Linked DNA regions of Canis lupus: region 2 is linked to region 1. The links are chromatin contacts, called in public Hi-C maps. All regions are on one chromosome and are shown on one strand. Each heading gives the region's core, a stretch centred on a gene start, on an enhancer-like site or on the middle of the called end of the contact. The rest is flanking DNA. Distances are from core to core; before and after follow the strand shown.

Evidence for each region. A called contact is a pair of places that touch in the nucleus more often than the background predicts.
Region 2: a Hi-C map of liver shows a contact between it and region 1, with 1.8 times the contacts expected there. The contact joins the enhancer-like site here to the promoter of LOC119874234 in region 1. A contact is called at or near these places in 2 of 9 Hi-C or Micro-C datasets (amygdala and liver).

Annotation. Positions count from the first base shown.
Region 1 is chr12:68,358,117-68,363,800 of UU_Cfam_GSD_1.0, reverse strand. It overlaps LOC119874234, which reads right to left and starts at 3,982. Exons shown (of 4, transcript XM_038554977.1): 1 at 3,829-3,982; 2 at 2,787-2,970. The coding sequence starts at 3,971. REV3L (DNA polymerase zeta catalytic subunit) reads left to right here and starts at 4,579. Exons shown (of 32, transcript XM_038554964.1): 1 at 4,579-4,812. The coding sequence starts at 4,674. LOC119874235 (a long non-coding RNA gene) reads left to right here. Exons shown (of 3, transcript XR_005368161.1): 2 at 218-298; 3 at 1,501-1,796.
Region 2 is chr12:68,410,222-68,416,098 of UU_Cfam_GSD_1.0, reverse strand. The region is part of intron 2 of LOC119874234; the gene reads right to left. Among named protein-coding and RNA genes, the nearest start is that of REV3L, 54 kb to the right of the region's middle. Within about 2 kb of position 4,623, at least 5 of the 20 cell types and tissues checked have an H3K27ac peak or open chromatin away from gene starts, as enhancers often do. A contact at or near this core is called in liver, where this site is marked.

The DNA of each region.
Region 1 (5,684 bases), core at 2,733-5,232:
GAAACAAAAACAGCTGAGTTGGTTCTGTGCAGCGTTTACACTGTTCTGATAAGCACAAAATGCATATGCATGTATAAACTAGGAAATATGAATTGTGTAATTTTGGTGAGTCTATGTAGGAGTTAAATGCTTTTATATTTGCATTTATAAATGGCATTGCACAAAATAAAGATGAATGGTAAAATTCATTCTAATTTAAAATTCTAATTTTCCTTAGAATGACATTAAAAACCAAATAAAAAACATCATTACAAGTCAAGAGAGAGATGACAGAAGAAAGAAAAAGCTTTATATTTTAGTAAGTATAATGGCACCTTTTTCCTGCTTTTTGAACAAGGGGGCCCCACATTTTTCCTTTTGCTCTGGGCTCAGCAAATTATGTAGCTGGCCGTGACTGAGCTAGTTTAAGCAGAAAGGGATTAAAGGACAGATCTCTGAGCGAACCAGGCTTGGATAATAACACTGCTAGAAACAACATCTAGGAAAAAACAAACCAGAAAGTACCTCATCCCACATCACAGGGCAATTCTAGTGGAAACCCCTTCCAATACCACCTGCCAGTCAGCGCCCATGACTCTAAAAATGGATGTGAGAACTCTTCCCCCAGCTACCCAGAACCAAGTATCTCCACCATATAGTGTTTGCCAGAAAAATCCCATCTCCCTGAGTGCAGCTGAGGCATCATGTTGCTTACTTTCATACCTATGTCTTGAATGGGTGCATCTGATTGCTGGAAACTAGGTCATATGCACTGGTATGCTGAAGGAAGCCAGCTACTGATTGTTAGCATCTTTTCCAAGTAACTCCACATTCAGTGAAGTCATTTTTGGTAGCCTGGGAATATTCATACCATGAAGACTGGCTACAACAAATCAGTTGTTCCTCTCCCCCAGCCATTAGTTTTTGTTTTTTTTTTTTTTAATATTTATTTATTTATTATGATAGTCACAGAGAGAGAGAGAGGCAGAGACACAGGCAGAAGGAGAAGCAGGCCCCATGCATCGGGAGCCTGATGTGGGATTCGATCCCGGGTCTCCAGGATCACGCCCTGGGCCAAAGGCAGGCACCAAACCGCTGCGCCACCCAGGGATCCCTCTCCCCCAGCCATTAGTAAACATTTACCAGCACACCATCATTTAGCTGCAAGAGAGTCTAGAAACTGTAGTTTTTAATTTTCTAGCTTCTAAAGTGCAGAAAAGCAAGCTAGGAGGGGATTGGATGAGTGCTGGGTAAGCCATTTTACAATACCTGGTGAAAGATAATGGTGGCCATTGCCTTCTGTTCTATTATAAATTGCTAATAGGCAAATACTGATAGACACTCAACAGTATTGATACAGAAGGTTTGGTGGGCTTTTACCAAAAGCATGACATGATGAGTGTAGGTCAGTGGACTAGAAGAGATGAAATGTCAATTGATGCTTATGATGGTAGACTAGAAACTATCAAGTCTGTCTGAAAGTATAAAGTCACCTGTTTTGTCTATCTCTCAAACCACCAGGCAAACAGAAGCCACTGGACAGTAACAACAAAAAAAGAGATACTTAAGGATACAGAGTTCAATTTTGACATTTCTCTCCTACTGCGTAGAAAAGACAATTTCAAATGATTTACTCCTTTTGAATGAGTTAAACTTCTGGATGTCAACTGTATATGATGATACTTTCACATGCCTTACCGCATATGAGCCTGTACCATCCCTGAGATATTAAAGAAGGAATTACTGTCCATTCCATTGATGAGGAAACCGACTCCAGAAAATGAAATGATCTATCCGAAATCATTTAGCTAATAAATGATGGCTTAAAATTTTCATTTTCTGACTCAAAGTTCCAGAACTCTTTCTTACTTACACATTTGATAGTGATTAATTAGGGAAGTATTGTCAGGTGTTCAATTTCAGCAACAAGTTAAACTCAATTACATGCAATGGACAAAATATCCTAATTTCATGCTGCAGATGCTTTTCCCAAGACTGAACATTCTTTCCTTGGTGGGTTGGAAAGATGTGAGTTGTGGTTGCAACTGCCTTTTCTTAGTCAATGATGCTGTTTCAAGAAGTAGGGGGAAGGAAACCCTTTTCTAGAGACAAGTAATCCATGAATTTGATGCTTTTACCTTTTCCTAGTTAGGACTAGTATAATTTAAGTATTATGGGTGTACTTGGATTATAATATAGTACAGGGACTCTCAATTTTATAGGACTTTAGAATCATGAGTGGTGAGGGAGGTTGCTAAGACAGATTTCGAGGCCTCATCCCTACAGAGGTGACTTAGTAAGGGCCAAAATATTAAATCAACAACAACAACAACAACAACTCTAGTGCCATGGAATATTATGAGAATCACTGGCGTTGTGCATCTGGCATTCAGCTTGCCCAAAAACATCTGTTTTATGAGAAAATGCATTTTAACACAGTAATGCTATTTTTAAATCCCTTCCATCGCCTTCTAAAACTTAAATCAATTTGAGATTTGCCTCTTAAAAATATTAGGTAATTTCCTTTATATTAGAAATCTTGCTACCTATGTTTATTATAATCATGCTCTGAGGTTGAAAACTGCAAGCTAATTTACTGTGGTAATCAGCCTCAAATCCCTTGGAGCATAAATTCTTATTAGCAGTATATGTTATGGAATTCATAGACGCTGCCTACCAGGGACCTGTCCCCCCACCCCACCTTGGAGCCTCCTGATTTTCCTATTTGAGGAACCACAACGGTTCCAGAGGAGGACCCCTCACACCACTTAAAATACACGGCAACCTACTAAGCCATTAAAACACACCTGTATCCTACGTGAGCGTGACCGATCTCTAATTAGGCTGAAAATGTCCAAAGTCTCCATTCGGTGCCGTACTTCGAACTGGAAACCACGGTTTACGCCTCCCACTGCGTCAATCTTTTTGTTGGGAAGAAACCTTCGGGTTTTGTTCTGTGCCACTCTCGTTCCACGGAGGCGGAAACGGGTCCTGAGAAACCAAATTATTTGTCCAAGGTCACACCCAGTATTTAGTGACCGAGTCAGACAAAAACCCGTCGGTTCCAACAGGAGGGCCAACCCAGCGGCTCGTTACTACCTTTTTTTTTTTTTTCCCCGATTTCACAACTGCACCCCTCCCCACCTTTTTTTTTGGGGGGGGGGGGAAGTTGTTTTGTTGAACACTTCTTCCCTACCTCCTTTTGCCTTTAGGTAATGGGTAACGGGTGTCCGCGTCTGACGCGGTGACTTTCACGGGGGCTCTACACCTCCGGCCGAACGCTTCTCTGAAAGGCTCTTAATCCTGAATTCCGCGGGGGGAGGTCGGTCACCCAGCGCGGACAAGTGCTTCCTCGGACGCGCACGCGCACAGACGCGCACACGGACGCGCACACGGACGCGCACACAACCGCGCACGCGCGCGCCCGGGCCGCAGCCTGAGGCGCTGAGGAGGAACCCGAGGAAGGATCTGTTCGCGCGGGAGGACGACGCCGCGGTGGGAAACCCCGGATCTGCCCGGCCCTGCCCGGCCCTGCCCGGCCCAGCTAAGCGGAGCCGAGCGGGAACACGTCCCTCCGGGGGGCCGCGCGCAGACACCGCAGCGCCGCGGGAAGGAGGGGGCGCCGGGGCCGCCCTCCTATAGGCCGAGGCCCGCGCCCGCGCGCCCCCGCCCCTCGCGCCGCCCCCGGGCCACGCGCGGAGCCGCCGCGATACCTGAGAAGGGCCGGCTGCGTCCGCCTCCGCCTCCGCGCCCGGCCCCGCCCGCCCTCCCGCGAGGCCGCGGCGGCACGAGATCTGCGCCCCGCCGCCCGCCGCCCGCCTCCCGCCTCCCGCGGGCGGGCTTTCTTACCTCGTAAAACGCCGTCTCGGCGGCCGCCCCCGCCTCCTCCGCAGGATGTGAAATGGCGGTCGCCTAGGCGAGCGCGAGCGATCCCCGGCCAATCCCGCCGAGCCGCCCGAGCGGCCCCGACCCCCCTCCCGCATCCATGACATCGGCGCTCCGCCCCCCCCCCCCCACGCAGGTGGCCGTGCCCACCGGCCGAGTCATCGATCCCCGCGCCCGGCGCGGGCCCAGCCTCCCCGCCCCCCCCCCCCCCCGCGGCCTCCTCCCTCGCTGCGAGCCCGGGGGGGCGGGGGAGAAAACACCTCCTCGGCCCCCGCCGGGGTGTCCCGCTCGGGTGCCCGCCCCGCTCCCTCCCTTTCCCGCCGCGTCCCCTCCCCCCGCCCCCCCACGCGCACACACACACACGCACGCACGCGCGCGCGCACTCGCGCACCCCCCCCCGCCCCCCCGCCTCCCCTCCCCCAGTGGTTGCGTCCGTGACATCATCATCATGGCAACAAGAGCTGCAGCCTGGGACCGAGGAGCCCGTGTGATTCCCGGCGGCGGCGGCAGCGGCGGCAGCAGCAGCACGGACGGAAGCGCCAGGGCGTCTCTGCTGTCGCCCGTCGCCGGGTGCTCGTGAGGAGGCGGCGGCAGCAGTGCCAGCAGCGAGCGCCCCGCCCGCCGCCCGCCGCCCGCTCGCCGCGTCTGTGTGTGAGGGGAGGGGGCCGAGCCGAAGCGGGGAGGGGGCGCCGCCGCCGTGGGGCCGTCGCTGCGGAGGAAGCCGCCGCCGCCGCCGCCGCCGCTGCTGCCGCCGCCAGATCGCCCGTGAGGAGGAGGAGGAGGAGGAGGCGGTGGCGGCGGCGGCGAACATGTTTTCAGTGAGGATAGTGACCGCCGACTACTACATGGCCAGCCCGCTGCGGGGCCTGGACACCTGCCTGTGCCCCCTCACCCAGGCCCCTGTCAAGAAGGTGCCGGTGGTGCGAGTCTTCGGAGCGACCCCGGCAGGTAAGCGGGCGCGGGGCGCGGGCGGGAGCCGGCGGGGCGCCCGGGCTGCCCTCCCCTCGCCGCCGCGCACTCGCGCGCTCGCCGCCGCCTCCCCTCCCTCCCTCCCTCCCTCCGCGCCTCTCCCCGGGTGCGTGACAAGAGGCGCCGCGACGTGGGTCCGCGCGGCCGCCGCGCCCCCTCCTCCCGGGCGCCGGGTGTTGGCAGCGCGCGCGGCGGCCGGGAGCCGGAGCCGCAGCGCGGGCCGCGGGGGCGGGCGGGGGGGCAGGTGGCCGCGCCGTGTCCTCCGGGACGCGCTGAGGTCGCCCGCCGGGGGGACTGCGGTGGCCGCCCCGCTGCCGCCCCGCCGCCTCCCCCGTCTGGAGGGGGCCCTGAGGGGCCGAGGAAGGGTCAGCGCTCCCCGCGCGGCCTCACGCCGCCGCCCGCCGCCGCCCGCCTCTGCCCCTTCCGGAGCGCGGCGCCTGAGGAATCCCGCCCCCTGAGGGGACCGTGGGGCTCCGCGGCGAGCGCGGGTCGGGGACGACTCCTCGGAGACCCGAGCCTCCGGGGCCCCGGGCGGCGGCCGCTCGAGGGAAGGGGCGCGTCGTCGCTCGCCCGGCGGCCGCACCTCGCGCCCGGTGGCGCGAACGCCTGAGGAGCCGCGGCCCCCGTCGGAGACGTGCCCCCCACGCCGAGCCGCGGGGCCGCGTGTAAAGACACGTCATCCTGACCGCAAGAACCGCTCGGATGCCCGAGTGGGGTCGGGCCGGCGGGGGGGGGCAGTGACGGGAGCTCTTGGGGACGTGGGGTCACGCCGCTAAGGGCGGGGGCCAGATGGGCAGGGCCTCGCGTGGCCGTGGAGGGGTGCGCGCTGTGAGCCGCCTGCAGCTCCCGGA
Region 2 (5,877 bases), core at 3,374-5,873, 52 kb before region 1:
TTAACCCTGAGTACAGTGACAACCACCCCTTAGAGGCCTGATAACTACATATGGAAAGTGAAAGGTGCCAGGTTAGACCACCCTGGCCATGACGCAGCTGTTTTTCTAAGTCTCCAGCAGTTCACCTGGAGGAAGCGATGATGCTGCTTGCTGGACCTCCCTATTTCCTAGTCCTTTATCCACAGATAAACCAGGGACAAGGTCTGATTTACCCTTTCTACCTTGTCCTTTTACTAGCTAAGTGAGGATGCTTATGTAAATATGGCACATTATTTCCAAAATCTGAAGGTGTGCAAGGGCAGAGTATATAAAATACTATGAGTTCTCTCTCTCCCCCCCCCTCATCCTCCTTCCCTCCCTCCCTTGATCTTCCCCTCACCCCACAAGGGTTTTGTTTTTTTTTTTTAAAGTATTGCTAAACATTGGCCTGCTAAGGGAATCAGGCAGGGAGATGGAGTGTAAGATTTCCTGAATGCCTACTGTGCTCCAGACATTACACCAGGGGCTTCACATACTACATCTAACGCATTCCCTCCACATGGTCCTACAAGGGAGATACTATTAGCCCCAATCTCTAGACAAGGAACTAAGGTGAGACCAAGGTACAGAGTGGGTGAGGGACCTGCTCGGGGCCACCTGACTAATAAGTGGCAGAGCAAGACGGAGCGTTTATCAGAAACATGACAACCACTTACATTTTCTCTTTGCCCCTGTAAGCCGTTTCCTAAGCATTAGACCAATTTGTGGGTCTTGAGCCAACAACTTCTGAATTAGAAAGTTAGTGTTCATGATGGACTTTCACAGCAGCTGAAAGCTATTGGGATCTCAGCAGCTTCTCCTCTCATCAGAGAGGCAAGGACCTACCCTGCACGCCAGGGACAGGCTGACGTCAGAGGAAGAGCGGCTGTGCCTCCCATTAGTAACCAGATGTGATCTCTCCCTCCCTCCTCATTTTACTTCTTTGATGGCACTTATGCTGCTCTGCTTTGTTTGATAAAAATGTATGTATTCATCTTATTTTAAACCCCTGGTGGGCACAAGTGCTCCCCTCTACCTGATGCCAGGTAAGATTCCACTGCCGGAAGGGGGAATAGCCCCTGCATCCAACACCAGACAATGTTAGAGTGGGAAGAGATCACCCCTTCTAATTACCTGATGCTACTAATGGCAAGAGTGAAGCCTAGCAAGGATATGTAACTTGGTCAAAGTCACAGAGTGGAGACCAGAGCCCTGGTTTTCTTAGTTCCTTAGTTTTCCATTATACTGCACTATCTCCCTTGTCTTTAAGCAGAAATACAATATGAATGGAATGTGCTTCAAGAAAAAAGCTTTAGGGGTGCCTCAGTGGCTCAGTTGGTTAAGCGTCTGACTCTTGATTTTGGCTCAGGTCATGATCTCAGGGTTGTGAGATCAAGCTCCATGTTGGGCTCCACTCTGGGCACAGAGCCTGCTTGGGATTCTCTCTTTCCTCTGCCCCTCCCACCCCCTGTAGTGTGTGTGTGTGTGTGTGTGTGTGTGTGTGTGTGTGTGTGTGTGTCAAAAAAAAAAGCTATGTGGTAAAAGCTGTGTAGGCAGCACAGGGTTCTGCAAAGACAGCAGTGGGGACAGAATAGCAATAGTTCAGGAAATAAAATAGCAATCACTTAACTAGGTTGGTGGCTGCAGAAATGGAAAAAGAAATGCAAATGCAAGGAACATCATGATATGGATCTGCTAGGACTCATAACTGATTTGGGCGATAATAAGTTCATGGGGTGATGAAAGGAAAGTCAAAGTTGAAGCAAGAGCAAGTATGGTGTAGTGGTTAAGCCGGATCTGTTTTCAAATACCAGATCCTATGTGTTTGTTTTATGACCCTCTGTTCATTCGGTAAATATTGAACACCAGTATGGGCCAGACATTGTTCTAGTCATTTGGGCTACATCAGAGAATAAAATTGGCAAAGATCCTGGAGCTTATATTCTAGCTATGTCTTAACCTTGCTAATAACCCTTTGTTTCCTCAGACATAAAGTAGAAGGACTAGTAGCCATTCATATGGTTGTTGTGAGGATTAAGTACTCAACAAATATTAGAGATCTGTATGCCCAAGTTTTGAGTCTGGGTAACTATGGTAAAAGTAATATTAAACAAATCATGAAACTGGAAGCATAAGATGGTCTTGAAGCAAGATTCAGTATGGGCATATCAAGTTACAGTCCTTTATCATCTCAAGTTTCTGATAACATATGTGACCCAGGATGGCTACAGAGTTTGGTCTGTATGATTAGTACCTTGGGGATTGGAATTTGCCTCTATGCCCCGATTCTTCTTTAAATAAAAGAAGTTGATATTATTCCCCAAATCCCGGATTCTCGAGTCTGGCCTGTGCTAGGTAGGAATAAGAAGCCTCAATGGAAGAACACTCACTGGGTGCTGCTGGGCCTGGGCTCTGTCTTGATATGCAAGAGCCCCGGGGGCGCTGGGAACCAGGTGGTGTGTGGCTGGCCCACGGGCAAAGATGAACACCCAACCGCTCCCTGAGAAGAACGATGGAGCTCTGCTATCAGTACTTGAGACTGCGCAACAAGCCATCTTCAAGAGGGCAGAGGAAACTGAAGACTCGAGGCTGAAAAAGGACTCCTGGGCAGCAAACCAACACTGATGGCAGTCGTGTGTCGTCAGGAGAGAGAGATTTTGGGGGGTGTCTACCAATTCTGCCTGGGTTCAGATGGGAAAGGAACCAAAACAGCCAACACGGTCCAAGAACACCCAGATTACCAAGCGCTACACATCTTAGCCACCAGCGATTCTAGGAGTGTGGTCCCCAGACCAGGACTATCGGTGTCACCCGGGAACTTGTTAGAAATTCAGATTCTTAGGTCCTGTCCCAGGACCTTGCTCCCAGAATCTCTGGGGATGCAGCCCAGCAATCTTTGTTTTCACAAGCATCCAGATGATTCTCTGATAGTAAAGTCTGACAGCTACTGAGACATACTGTTTAACTCTGAGTTCCCTTCCTAGCTGGTGTCTCCAGCCGCCATTGCCTGCCTCCCAAAATGTATCTTCCTTGATCGCCTCTGTGTTTCCGTATTTTCAGGGTGTTTTGTTTTTTTTTTCTATACAAGATTCTGTGAGGAGGAGAAATGATAAATAGTAGGTCCCACTGGGGCTCGAGTCAGTGAAGACCCTGAACTTTATCCTCTCACTCAAAATCTGACAAGACGGTTGCATGCAGATATTTATCCCTGTTGAATTTTCCACTTATTTTCATGCTCATTAGTAAGCTACTTCTGATTTTTTAGTCTTCTCTGTAGGACTATGAACAGAATCAAATTGGGCCTTAAACCCAAGGTGAATTAAAGGAATCATGGATAATAAAAATAAAAATAGCAGCTATAATTGAACACTCATTCCATCATAGGCACTGTGCTGTATTTTACATGACTTACTCAATCCTCTAACCACCCTATATTAAACTTTTTTTAATTAGTTTTTATTTATTTTATTTTATTTTTATTTATTTATTTATTTTTTTAGCAATCTTTACATCCAACATGGGGCTTGAACTCACTAAGAGTCTCATGCTCTTCCCACTAAGCCAGTCAGGTGCCCCTACATTAAACTCTTATTAACATATCTTACAGTTGAGATCATTGAGGCTCAAACAGCTTAAATATATTGTCTAAGGTCAAATGCCATGATGTGCATATCTGTAGGGTGAGCCCAGGCAATTTGACTCCAGAACCAAAGTTTTAGTCACTATATCATTGGTCTATTACATTAGAATCATCAGGGAGCATTCCAAAAATATTCATGCTGGGTCCCACCAGACAGTCTAATAATTTAATTGGTCTGGGTTGGGGCCCAGACAGGATACCTTTCAAAAGCATCTAGGTGACTCTACCACAGGCAGGTTGAAAACCTCAACATAACATAGTCTCCATGTCTCCATGCTTACACTAGGGTACACCACCCAAGACCAGCTGCTAGTAAGTAGTGGAGCTGGGTTCTGAATTCAAATCTGTATGGACTCAGAGTTTAGTTCAATCATCATCATCACCTTGACCAGTACTTCTACCATTTCCACTCCAACACCACTTTATATTTGAAGATTTACAATTTACACAGCATAATCAAAGACAGAAAAATATTTCTCCAGTCAGCATATCTAATAAAAGATGTTGCTTTCAAATATTTTTATGACTTCTTAAATAATCTGAAGTTGTCATCATCATCATCTTTTTCTTCTTCTTTTAAAGGTTTGGCTTGTAGAAAGTATTCCAACTATAATGGCAAAGCACTCAGTTTTCCTATGAGCTTATAAATTGAAGTGGTTCTCTGGGATAAACAAAAAATCTTTTCATCTAAAAATTTAATTGAGACCAATTCAGTGCCCTGGGAGTTAGTTCCAATGTTTGGCAAAGGTTTCTGGCACTGAGCACTGGGCCTTGGCCTCAAGCCTGCACTGGGTCACCTTACAGCTGCACCTCAGGGCTATTTGCCAAGAAGCTGGTCTCATGGCAGCACTACCCTATGGCTTACCAGAACACTGAGCCTCGATACCCAATCCGGCTGAAAGCAATTCACATGACTACAACTCTGTTTAGCAAACAACCTACAGGAGTCATCTCGTGGAACATTGTAGCTCCCTCTGACATTTCTGGAAGAAAAGAGGACTAGTTTTCAGTAGTTTGTCTAGGATCAGGGAAGGGCGATCTCAAAGTTTAATATATAACCAGAAAGTTACAGATTGATGTCACCATCGCATAAAAGGGAAAACATCTGTCACTTCCATTTGTAGCCAGGTTTCTAGCAGCTTTTTCAAAAAGGAAGAAGATGAGGAACCAGTTATCCTGGTTCAGAGGCAAGAGAGATCGGGATTTGAAAACTGGTCTTCCCACTAACCAAGTGAATTTAGGCAGAGAGCATAATCTCATTAGGCCTCAGTTTCTTCATCTATATATTAAGGTTTGGGCTCATTAAATAAATTCTAAGTATCAGTCCTAAAATTATATTTTATGTATGAATATATACTTATAGTTTTTCTAATTTGCTACAACCACTTGAAACATCCCCTTACTAGAGAAAATGTGAATTTCTAAAAACCTGAGGTTGACATTAAGGATGGAACTTAAGAACCAGAAATTGTATCTTTTTAGCTGTACGAGGCTATTTAGATAATGTACTCCAACTTGCTCATTTTATCTTCTCCCTCTCTGTCTTCTCTTTCCTTTTTTCTTTTTAAAATTCAAGAAATCTTTTTTCTCTTTTTTAAAGATTTTATTTATTTGTTCATGAGAGACACACAGAGAAAGGCAGAGACATAGGCAGAGGGAGAAGCAAGATATCTGCAGAGAGCCCAATGTGGGACTCAATCCCAGGACCGGGGATCATGACCTGAGCCAAAGGCAGATGCTCAACCACTGAGCCACCCAGGCATCCCCTCAAGAAATCTTTTCTAAGTTCTGCTGTGTACCAGGCACTGAACCAAGTGCTGGAAACCAAGACTGAGTCCTTGGTCTTAAAGAATTTCCAGTACAGTAGGCACAAGTAAGCATGTTATTAACACACAATGAAGAAAGTGCTACAGCAGAGGTGAGGAGAGGGTACAATGACAGAGGCTTAGTCTCAGGGTGGGGAAGGGGTGGGAGTCAGGCCAGGGTTCCTGGAGAAGTGACATCTAAGCTAAGACCAGGAGAAGAGCCACTTTTCTAGGCAGAAAAGCAGCATAGGTATTTAAATATTACAGGGGGAACTCTGAAATAGTGGGGAGGATTGCCCAAGGGCATGCATCTGGCCAGTGGCAGTGCTGGAGCTCAAGGCCCCAACCTCCAAATTATAGCCTTGGTTGATTGTCAATGACATGAATTAATAGCTTTTGTGGGGTTTTTTGGCT